Linked DNA regions of Mus musculus: regions 2 and 3 are each linked to region 1. The links are chromatin contacts, called in public ChIA-PET and promoter capture Hi-C maps. All regions are on one chromosome and are shown on one strand. Each heading gives the region's core, a stretch centred on a gene start, on an enhancer-like site or on the middle of the called end of the contact. The rest is flanking DNA. Distances are from core to core; before and after follow the strand shown.

The links. Promoter capture Hi-C pulls out the DNA fragments that hold promoters and counts their contacts. ChIA-PET counts read pairs in DNA pulled down with a chosen protein or histone mark.
Region 2: a contact with region 1 is called in an RNA polymerase II ChIA-PET map of memory CD8 T cells, with 17 read pairs. The contact joins the promoter of Kcnk5 here to the promoter of Anxa7 in region 1. A contact is called at or near these places in 1 of 39 promoter capture datasets (liver), 1 of 115 datasets of contacts at active chromatin or transcription factors (memory CD8 T cells) and 1 of 9 other capture datasets (liver).
Region 3: a promoter capture Hi-C map of liver shows a contact between it and region 1, with 4 times the contacts expected there. The contact joins the promoter of Vcl here to the promoter of Anxa7 in region 1. A contact is called at or near these places in 5 of 39 promoter capture datasets (liver, macrophages, maxillary cranial neural crest and 1 more), 2 of 484 Hi-C or Micro-C datasets (embryonic stem cells and reprogramming fibroblasts) and 1 of 115 datasets of contacts at active chromatin or transcription factors (memory CD8 T cells).

Annotation. Positions count from the first base shown.
Region 1 is chr14:20,478,869-20,482,968 of GRCm38.p6, reverse strand. Anxa7 (annexin A7) reads left to right here and starts at 2,836. Exons shown (of 13, transcript NM_001110794.1): 1 at 2,836-3,074. It overlaps Mss51 (MSS51 mitochondrial translational activator), which reads left to right. Exons shown (of 7, transcript NM_029104.1): 7 at 1-105.
Region 2 is chr14:20,179,616-20,183,460 of GRCm38.p6, reverse strand. It overlaps Kcnk5 (potassium channel, subfamily K, member 5), which reads left to right and starts at 1,679. Exons shown (of 5, transcript NM_021542.4): 1 at 1,679-2,194. The coding sequence starts at 2,009.
Region 3 is chr14:20,927,099-20,930,744 of GRCm38.p6, reverse strand. It overlaps Vcl (vinculin), which reads right to left and starts at 1,347. Exons shown (of 21, transcript NM_009502.5): 1 at 1,057-1,347. The coding sequence starts at 1,224.

The DNA.
Region 1 (4,100 bases), core at 1,587-4,086:
AAGCTTAATCAACTTACCCTGTTGATGTCAGATTTTTGCCAGCTTTGAACCCTGTGGTATGCTAAACCTTATTCACAGTTCAAATAAAGATGTTTAAACCAATGGAAGTTAACATTACCAGACTCATTTCTGATCCCCCCCCCCCCACTGGAATCCAGAGCCTTGTACATGCTAGGCAAGTGCTTTACTGTTGAGCTACATTCCCAGCTCTCTTTTGTAATTTGTTATTTTTTTATCGTTTATTTGAGACAGGGTGTTATTAAGTTGCTCAGGTGCCTCAGCTTCACACAGGAGTTACAGGTGTGAAACCTGTGTAAAAAAGGAAAAAAGATCAAAGAAAAGACATTTACTTCTCTAAGTTACAGACACTTGGATTTCACAAACCAAGACATTGGAAGGTTTGTTATCTGGTAAAGACCCATTTCCTGGTTTATAGAAGGCGGAACCTTTTTTTTTTTCCTCATCCGGTAAAAGGGTAGCCAGTCATACTTTTTTTTTTTTTAAGATTTATTTATTTATATGTAAGTACACTGTAGCTGTCTTCAGACACTCCAGAAGAGGGAATCAGATCTCGTTAGGATGGTTGCGAGCCACCATGTGGTTGCTGGGATTTGAACTCCAGACCTTTGGAAGAGCAGTCTGGTGCTCTTACCCACTGAGCCATCTCACCAGCCCCCCAGTCATACTTTTAATCAGGGCAATAAGCCCATACATTAGGGTAGTGCTCTCTTGGCTTAGTCATCTCCCAACAGCCTTACTTCCTGATACCATAATCTTGGAGACGAAGACTTAGAAACATCAATTTTGAAGGAGATACATACATTTAGACCATTGCAAAAGTTGAAAAAAAAATCCTTACTGTTTATGAGTCATCTGATTTTTGACAAGGATCAAAGGGATAAACGTTTTTTCCTTCCTTCCTTTTGATTGTTTTTGAGAAAGGATTTCTCTGTGTAGCTGTCCTGGAACTCATTCTGTAGAACAGACTGAATAATAGACCTTTCAACAAACCTTGCTAGAACAATTGGATAGCCACATGCAAAAGAGTAAAGTTGAAGCTCCAGTTCATATCATATAAAGTGAGTTTAAACTGTGTTGTGGGACATGCCTCTAATTCCAGTACAAATGCCGGTATGGCAGGAGGCTCAGGAACTGGGAGGCTGTCCTGGCTACACAGCAAGGCTAAAGTCAACAAAATCGACAGCACTCAGGAGGTAGAGGAAGAAGGATCAGTTCAAGCTCATCTGTGGTCGCACAGCAAGTTTTGAGGTCAGCTTGAGCTATATGAAGACCCAGCCTCAAACACTTTAAAATGGATCAGAGATCTAAAGAACTTCAATGCTTAGAATATATAAATCTTCATGAATTTGTACAATGTTTTCTTAGATATTACACGAGTAGCACAAATGTTGGCTTTCACACCAACTTGGGCAGCCATGTGCAGAGACTCCCCTTGTATGAAGCACCTAGAGACCTCCAGCTGCCAGGCTCCACCCCACAGGCTACTCGAACAGAAGAGTGGGAGTGGCCAGGCCCCGCCCTACAGAAAAAGAAGCTCATGATCTGGCCACCCTGGAAAGGTCTGCACCTCCCCGCCAAGACACCGGATAGAAAGCCTGCTTTCTGCTCACTTCTTCACTGCTTCTTTGCCAAGTCTATTCTGTAAGGTTTGATGTGTGGTGTGACTCTGCTATTCCTTGGCTCCAGGAATACCAGAGGATTCCAGGATACCTTTTACTTCTGGGATGTAACAATGAAAACAAAAAACTACCTTCTTTCAATTTTTTTTTTTTTTTTTTTTTTTTTTTTTTGGCTTTTTGGCTTTTTGAGACAGGATTTCTCTGTGTAGCCCTGACTGTCCTGGAACTCACTCTGTAGACCAGCCTGGCCTCGAATTCAGAAATTCAACTGCCTCAGCCTCCTAAGTGCTGGGATTAAAGGTGTGCGCCACCACTGCCTGGCTTACCTTATTTTAAATTTTATGTTTCAAATATCAAGTGAAAGTGCCTTGGGCCTGTGAGATGGCCCAGTGGTAAATGGGCCTTGCAGCCAAGCCTGGAAAACACAGTGGCATTCTCTCAACCTACATGGTGGAAAGGGAGCACTGTCTCCTCTTCCAAGTTGTCCTCTGACCTCCACATGTGCCCACACTCAGAAATATATCTTATACAAATAAACTTTTTTAAAAACTGTAGTATAGTGGAATTGGCGTGTGCTGAGGTGTGAAGGCATTTGTCTCCATGCCTTACCCAAGTGTTTACCGTGGAGCCTTATGACCTGAATTCCATCCCTGAAAATCACATGGTAGAGGAAGGGAAACAATCCCTACAAGTCATGCTCAGGCTTACATACCCAAATACAATTTTGTCGTGAAAGTGAAAGCCATGGTGGAGAGCTGGCTCAGTCAGGTGCAAATGCCAGCCTGTAATTCTATCACTGAAAATGCATACGTGAATCCCAGGAGCTCACTGATCAGCCATTCTTGCCTTACTGCCCATCAGTCCCAGTAAGACCAACCTTAAAAAAAAAAAAAAAAAAAAAAAAAAAAAAAAAAAAAAGAGGTGAACATTTGGTTGACCTGTAACCTCCATTCATCACTTCACTATGTCTCTGTGTATGTTTTCTTTCCATGTAAGTGCCTCAAATACTTAGTTCTATATATGGTGAGTTTAACACTAATGGACCAGTAGAACTTTGAACCCTGCTTAGTTTTGTTTAATTCAACTCCAGTTCTGTCTACTCACAATTCCCTATAGTCACATGAAACAAACCTAGGTTCTCAGGATCCCCGGAGGCCTGGAGCTCTCTATCTTTGAGTCCCTCTGCTCCGCCCACTTGCGCGGCTCCACCCAAAGCTGCAGTTCCTTTCTACAGTAGCACCACCTGGAGTAGATTTACCTCGCTGAGATATAGACACGTGTTAAAACTAGCTGAGCCACCTGAGGGGCGCAGCGTCCCGCCCGAGCTTGGGGGCGGTCCAAGCAGCTAGCACCCTCGCGCCGCCCATGCGCCACGCCCTCTGGCTCCATATTGCAGGAAAGCGGGCTAGGGTGTGACGCTGCTTTCTCGTTCAGGTGAGGACTCGCACCCCCTCCCCTTGCTGTTCTTCCGTCGGTCAGTCAGCTCGTTCCCAGTCCCTGGTCTGGTCTTCCAACCGTAGTCGTAGAGCCCCGCGCGTGTCCTAACGAGGTGGGCCTCCGGGTGGCGGACGCGGACTCGGACGCGTTTCGGGTGTTTGGGGTGGGTTGGGCATGCTTTCCCTGCGTGCTGGAGGACTGGGAAGGTCTGTGGGTAAATCACTCTGTTAGGCTTAGAGTGGGATGCCAGGCAGCAGTGGTACCCCGCTTTCGGTCAGTTGGGCCGCAAGTGGCGGACTTAAGGCCCGATGGTGGCCCTGGTGAAGCCCCTTGCCAGAAGGCCGACTAGCAGCTCCGAAAGCTGGCTTTGGCTAGTGACTAGACTTTTTGGTGACACAGCAAATTTAGAGGAACTTGAGGAATTTGTGCCGTGCTTAATGACATCTAGGGCAGAATTCACAAGCCTGATATGTAAGCTCCGGTTTAAAATTCTTGGAAACTATTCCAGTAACAATCTAGATTTTTTTTTCCTTGTCCTTGACCCATATCAGCCGTCTAGGTAAGCAAGATGCAGAGGGGAATGGCTAAACCAAGTGAAAAGACGAAAGGTATTTTACTGTTATCCATTACATTCCTTAATTGCTGCCAGGTGATAGCGAGCCATTCTGATAAAGCAATCTGCCCCAATTACAGTACAAGTGTAGTGAGCTACGGTTTAGGCCAGGAAATCATTAGAAACAAGTGGAGTAAATAATTTTGCTCCCGCAAACTTAAACCACCCTTTAGCCCTCGTGGTTAAGTAGAGGGCTACCTTCCCACGCAGAGGACTAAGCCCTGTTTCCCTGTTATCCTCAGTCATTGCTTTAAATGGCCCTTCCGGAACCTAGAGGCGGCTTTTGGGAAACTGTTTCTGTTCTTGCCTGGCCTAAGTCACACTTCCTGTTTCCCTTCCCAGTTTGTCACCGGTCCCCACCCCCAACCCCACCCTTAACTTCTTAGGCCTCTTGCCAGTTGAGAGACTGA
Region 2 (3,845 bases), core at 430-2,929, 300 kb after region 1:
GCAGGCACTGGGACACAAAGTTAGAAAGCCTGAATTTTCATATATACATATATTATGTGTGTGTGTGTGTGCTCACAGAGCTCAGAAGAGGCATTGGATACTCTGGAACTGGAGTTACAGGGAAAATGAGACTCTGTCCTCTGTAATAGCTGTCAGTCTCTCTCTGTTTTTTTTTTTTTTTTTTTTTTTGGTTTTTCGAGACAGGGCTGTCAGTCTCTTAACTGACAAGCCATCTCTCCTGCCCTAGAAACCTGAGTTTTCTCGGTTTCCTGCTCAGACTTCTCCCTCAGGGCATGTTCACAATCTTCAAACAAGAGCTACAAACAATTGAAGGCCAGAGGTGGTGGCCATGTCTTTAATTCCAGCACTTGGGAAGTGTAGGGAGTGGATCTTTGTGAGTTCAAAGTCAGCTTGGTTTACATAGCGAGGTCCAGGATAACCAGAGCTACACAGGGAGACCCTATCTAAATGATTGACTGATCAGCAGTGTGGAGCCATCCTTAGCTCTGCAGATGCAGCAAGATTTCAAGAGCCACAGACAACCTTCTTGCAACTCTCGGCCTGTGACGATTAATCACCCACAGAAGGAAAAGGCCCTGGGGAGGGGGTAGTGCCAGGGACTCTGGCCTCTGTTGCATCTGCTGCCACAGAGGTCAGGGGCAGGCTGTGGCTCTGGCACACAAGTCAGCACCCCTGACTTGAGACAGTGGAGGCTGCCCAAATGGCTCTGCCTAGCTTCCATTTCTTTCCTGGAAAGTAGATCTAACGACAAACCCCCGATTACGATACAAAAACATGTCGTCTGCCCAGGGTTTATAAATGCTCAGAGAAGCAAGCAGAGTGAGGAGTAACTCAGACGAGTTTTGACAGATGTATTCACATCTTCTGCCTATTATCAAGTATTTGTTTATTTTTGAGAGAAGGTTTTACTGTGTAGCCTGGCTGGCCTAGAACTCCCTATGTAGACAAAGTTGGTATACCTCTCTAGTTGGGACTAAATGTGCACACTACCACCACACCTGGTCTGAGTGTTTATCGCTATTAACAGGCCTGTGGATAAATGCATCACCGAGTGGAAAGCATTTCTAGTCTCTCCAGTAGATATTCCAGCTGGGGTGGGTAAGGGGGAAGTGGTGTTGTAATTTTAAGCAGGCTTGGGAGTAAGGAAGAGGTCCTTGTAATGTGGGTGTGGCTGTCTGTCGCCTCTCTCAGAAGTGTCGCGAACACAGATGACCTGGGATGGGTTCTTCACCCATTTGTGGTTGGGATTAATTCCCAGTAATCCTAATTCAGATCCAATCTCCTTACTCGGGTCAGATAAGTAAGTGTGTGAGCCCCAGGAATAATTGGGGAAACATCTGGATGTGATAGTAACACTGGCAATGTATTTCTGACCTCAGCAGTAAGGTGCATGACCGTTTTAGCGAATTATATCGATTTCTAATACGCAACTGGAGTCCCGCAGACCGCAAATCCCGCGACTGTGTGGCTCCTGGAAGTCTGGTGGGGCCATGAAGCCTTGGCCTGGAGCTTGGAGAACCCGGTGTTTGGTGTAATGACTTCAGGCGCGCTGGGCGGGGCCAGGGGCGGGTTCCGAATGGACTCCACCCCTTTCAGGGTCTGGCGCGAGCGGGCGGGCTGAGAGCTGCTTAAAGAGCCCTGCGGAGGCGCGCTGGGCGTACTGTCGCGCGCGCAGAGGCGGCACACGTGTCTGCTGGTGTGGGTCCTGAGTTTCACCCTACCCTTCAGGATCGAGAGATTGGGGTGGCCCCAACCCCCTTTTGATGTGCGCTCACCCTGGCCTGTGAGAACGTGATCCACGCAGTTCCCCGCGTTCAGGGAGCCAACTTGGCCAAGCAACTGTCCCGGGAGCGGCGCGCGGGGGTACCGGGCACTGCGCATGCGGAGCTCCAAATTCAAACAGCTGTGTCCAGGGCTGCAGGACGAGTGAACCCGGAGCTGCTGGAATTAGGGGACTCTTTCTCCAGGAGGTGGCCATTCCAGAGTCATGGTGGACCGGGGTCCTTTACTCACCTCGGCCATCATATTCTACCTGGCCATCGGGGCAGCGATCTTCGAAGTGCTGGAGGAGCCACACTGGAAGGAGGCCAAGAAAAACTACTATACACAGAAACTGCATCTACTCAAGGAGTTTCCGTGCCTGAGTCAGGAGGGACTGGACAAGATCCTACAGGTGAGCCGTCGGTCGCCAGAATCCTCCACATGCATCTGAAGCTGTTGGGACTATAGCGGTATTGAAGGGGATACTCCCTCCTACAGTTTAAGACGACCCCCCACCCCCCAGTCCCAACCAGAAGTCCCTGGGTGGCGGGAGAAAATGCCTCATCAGGTGTCAGGTCGCAAAGATCTGTGTCTTTCGTCTAGGGACAGGGAGATTCCCCCACGCGCGCAGACTTGGTCAGTACCTAGTAAGTTCCGAGAGAACTTGGGGTTGACTCCAGGATGAACTGGGCCCCGCGGTGGCTTAGTGTGGGTGTGCGGGTGCCTCCCTCTTTGGAGGGAGGCTGTGGGGCGGATAAAGGAGTTTATCTTTCCTTGGAGACGCTCCCGGAGTCCGGGAGCAGAGCCGGGTGCCACCCCTCGCGTCACCACCTCCCGCTCCAGGGCCGTTGCCGCGCCCGCTCGACCTTTCTAAACTTGAATACAGCAGAGGGCCCCCAGACCTGGTGTGAGCAAAAACACACCCGCCAGTTGCTGCACTTTGAGTGGGGCAGGGAGCTCGGACATATCCTAAGTGCCTCGGAGGAAGGTCTGTGGCTGGAATGTTCGGGACGGTCCCAGGCTTCCATGAAGTCTTAGCAAGCTGAGCCATCCCTCAAGGACTCGGAATTAAGCTTTGTCAAAACAGCAGGTTGCACAAACGAACACCCAAATTCAGGTAGTGCCCTTTTAGGGAGCGAGGATAGTGTGGGTGAGGGGATGTTTCCCTGATGTTAGCTTGTGGAGTCACTTATCTGAGAATGCACACACCCAGTAGACCATTGACCTCACCATGGTAAACTTGGCTGACCATCTCAACTGGAACCTTGAGCCAACTTAGGGTCAGAGGTTCTTCTCTGTTTCTTGAGGGCTCAGCCCCAAGCATCCATCCATCCTGTTCCTGGCCTTCTAACAATAATGGTAGGATTAAACTGGAGCAGGGGTAGACTGTTCAAATCATTATAGATCTGATCGACATCAGCCCCCACTTCTTTCCACTTGTCTCATGCCTCTCACTTTCCAGCCTCATTTACCTGTTTTGTCAAATGGGAACAAACCTGTCTTCATCCTTGTCCTGCCCTGAACTATTGTACCATTGACAACTGAGAAAACCTAAACACATCCTATTGGTACTACCTCCTAATTTCAGATGGACATTCACAGAAACATTTTAGGTGCCCGAGAGATCATGGGCTCATCAGAGAGTTGCCCTCAGCAGGTTTACACCACTAGGTGTGTTGTTGCTTTTGAGTAGACCTGTCCCCTATGTTTAGGGGCTGGGCGTGGAAGGTTACGTGATAGTGATGCTAGTGGTGAGTTTCAAAAGACAGCTGTTCTTCCAGGGGGTTCTGGAAAGATCCACATACCCGTCTGCTGCATCTGGGTGTGCTGAGGAGGAAGAAGGTGGTCAGTTTGTGATAGCCCTGACAGGATCTCTGGAGGAGAGTTTTGTGTGTGTGTGTGTGTGTGTGTGTGTGTGTGTGTGTGTGTGTGTAGTTTGCTCTGGGGGCTTTGTTTAGGGGAGGGGGAGGAGAGGATGATAAGTCTCCAGCTGCCCTCGAAGTCTCCCCTCCCTGCTGCTCCTCCTCCTCCGTGGCAGGGGAAGGAAGGAAAGAATTCAAGGC
Region 3 (3,646 bases), core at 98-2,597, 450 kb before region 1:
GGAACAGCAGTCTGAGTCACACCCAGCCTGGAGCAAGTGTGACATTAGCCAGGGTACAGTTACGAGACTAGTCTCTCTATCTCTTTTCCCATTTCAGAAGTGGGCTACAAAGATCGATAAATAGCTAGGGGCAGGCAGAAAAGTGTGGACTGGCAAAGAACGCCCTAGCCTTCCCCTCAGGCAGGGGCTGCAGATCCCAGATTCCACAGGCCTCTCACAGCAGCTCCATCTTGCTTCCTGCCAGAAGGAGGGGCAGAGGAGGAGGCCCCCCAAATCTGGAAAGGCCCCAGTGAAAGAAAGCCATTTGACAGCAGTAAAGATGGATAGACAGCTTCATGGAAGGAATAAAATGACGGCCATGGGGTCAGGCAGAGGGCAAGCAGGGCTCCTGGTTATGAATTACTGTCTAAAGGTGCTAAGAGTCCCCGGAGGTGTGAGCAAAATGCCCCGAAGGAAAGGAGGCGGCGACAGAGAGAGGAAGAAGCCAAGCAGTTGGGTAGAAGCGACAGACACCAGGATCCCAGGGGAGGGTTGGGCAGGTGGGTCTCAGGGGACAGAAGTATTAGAAAGGCGAGCAGCCCGGTGCAAATAAGAATCCTTGGAAGTTAGGGCAGGGAGACCATAAGAGAAACCACCCACAGGTTGGAGAGGAGAGGCCTAAAAAGGAGCTAAGAGCAAGGTACTCAACGCAAGTGACGCGAGCCTGCCCAGGGGAGGGACCGTGAGACAACCTAACGACCATTTCTTGGGCGCCTACTACGGGCACACACACCCTAGGCACTTCACAACTAAAAGCTCGCTGACTCTTCACAGCACAGCCCCAAGGCAGGATTTCTCACACAAGTGTCCCATTTTATAGATGAGGAAACTGAGGTCCCCGACAGGCTCAGTGGCTTGCTCAAGGTCACAGCCCAGAGAAATCGGCATTCGAAACCACGGCACCTGCCCTGGAGTCCACCCGACGCTCCAAGCGCCTGCGAATGCAAGCAGCGAGGCGGACCGGGACCCTGGGGACTTCTCCCGCCCGCGCTCCCGTCCCAGGCCCGGCGCGCTCACCCGGACGAGGTTGCTGACGGCCGCCTGCACGGCGGCTACGGGCGCGGTGAGGTCAGGAATGGCTTTGCCGTCCACCTCGCCCTCCTCGTGCATAATCACCAGGTGCGAGATCTGCTGCGCCACCGGCTCCAGGATGCTCTCGATCGTACGCGTGTGAAACACCGGCATCGCGGCGGCTAGCGGGGCGGCGTACCGCGGGCAACAGAAAACTGGGATCCGTAGGGCCGGGAGCCGGCGGCGAGTGACTGACTCGGAGCGGCGACTAGAGTCCGGGCTTCCCTCGGCGTAACTAGCCCCACAGGCGCCCCGCCCTCTCACGTCGCCGCGCCCAATGGTAACGCAACTCAGAGCCGGACTGTGGCTCCTATTGGTCTTACTTCGATAAGCTCCGCCCCCAAGGCAGAGCCGCTAAGGTCCCGCCCCGCCCCCATTCCCAAGGGAGGGGCCTGGGATTGGGGCTGCGCCGCAGGGATTGCGACCGGATTCCCGAACCCTCTCGCGGGGCGCTCCTTATAAGGGCATAGTGGGAGCGGAGCGAGCGACTGCACTGGACTGGCCCCGCCCCCAGGAGCCGCCTCCCGCCTCAGAGTGGCGGAGCTCCGCCCCTCCGCAGGATCACCTCAGTAGGGCGGGATATCCTCACCTCAGGCAGCGCCAGAGAGAGGGGACCTCGGCTTCCCCCGGTCTCCCCGCAGGGTGCTCCCCTTTACCGTCACCGGACGCAGTCAGAACACTGTTCCGTCACCTCCCAGTAATTCACGAGGAAGTAAAAAGATCCAGACAACAAAAACACACCGAGAAACATGAGTACCCATTGATTTGTACTATCTGCCCTCGGATAGTCACAGTTAAGTTTGGTGTGGCACTTTCTAGACCTCCGTGTACACGTTCACTTGCAAATACGTGTTTTCTAAATAAATAGGAACGTTTCCGTAGAACTAGAGACTTAATGAAATTTACCTGCTAATCTTTCGCTTTTGGTGAGTAGAAGTCTGTCTGCCACCTTCTGTTTTAGCGACTGGTATCCCATTTTTGCAAATCTACTTAGGTCTGGTTCCGTTGCTAAAATGTTTGCCTAGAATGTAAGAAGCCCTAGGTTTGATTCCCAGCACTACGCAAAATCAGCCTTGATAGAGTGGGCCCGTATACCAGCAGCACTAGGGAAGTGGATCAGGGGTTCAAGGTCATACTCCACTACAAAGAAAGTTTGAGGCCATCCTGGAGGGGTAGTCCTTTTGTGGTTGTGATGAGCATCTATTTGTAGTTACAACAGCACTCCAGAGGCAGGGTTAGGAGGATCATTTGAGGAAGGAGTTCCAAGCCAGTCTGAGCAACATGACAAGACCCCCATCTCAAAAAAAAAAAAAAAGTGAAATGAAAATTCAAAAGTGGATACTTTTTAACAAGTCTGTAAGTAGGGCCAAATTGCCCAATCCCCTCACCACATTTAAGACATCTGCATGTTTTCCTAACCTCAAGTTCTCTTGCCCAAGCTTCCTCATTCTGAGAGGAAACACATTCATTAATGCCTTCAAATGAAAGATCCTCAAGTCAAAGAAAAATGTTTCTCAGGATGTCACATTTTGCAGAAGGCCAAGCCACATGTTGTCTTACCCAGCTCTAAAGTTCTGTGTGTCTAGCAGTACATACCCCCGTTTCTGCTCTGTGGTTACCAAGTCTTGAACTTTCTCTTGAGGTGGGGATGAGCTCAGTTGGTAAAGAGCACTCGCCTACCATGCACAAAGCTTTAGTACTTGCCTACCATACACAAAGCTTTAGGTCAGCCTCTAGCATCACAAAACAAGGACATGGTGTTCATACACACCTATAATTTTGTCTGTCACCCAGGAGTTGGAGGCAAGAGGATTAGAAGAAGTTCAAGGTCCTCCTCGGCTACCTAGCAAGTTTGATGACAGCCTGGGCTGCTTGAGACACTGACTCAAAAACAAAACAAACAAAACCACCTTAATAAATAACCATGAATGCAGAGGCTCTGCCTCCAACTGAAACAAAGCTGTACAGGAGGGAGCTCATTTCTGTCTGCCTTTGATAAGAGCTTCCTGGGCCATTCAACGTCAGACTTCTTTCTCTGGAGTCTCTCAGTTCATCATTGTGTTTTGCTTATTACTTAATGACCTATCTCCTGGACAGAGGGATTTTGGGGTTAACTACAAACCTTCCCAGAACTTGGGAACCCCTCCACTCCACTAACTTGTAATTCTTCTCTTAGTTGCTAGGAAGAAAGAATCCAAGGCAGGTATTTCCCATAGGCCTCCTTCCTTAAGCCCATAGCAAACGAGTGATCTTCAAAAATAATTTACCCTCATTGACTCCATCCTTAAACATGCTGTGGCATTGCTACCGTTTTGGAATGGCTATCACCGTGCTTCATCCCTAGACACTGGAGGAAATATACCCTGAGGTTAGACCAAGGTAGGAAAGATGGCAATGATGACTGGGCCAAAGCAGGGAAATGGAGACTCAGCAGGGCCAAAAGAACAGGAGAACCAGCAGCTGAAAACCTATCCAAGACTCATGACCGAAGGCTCAAATGAATTATTTTTCTACATAACAGACTAGGAGACAATAT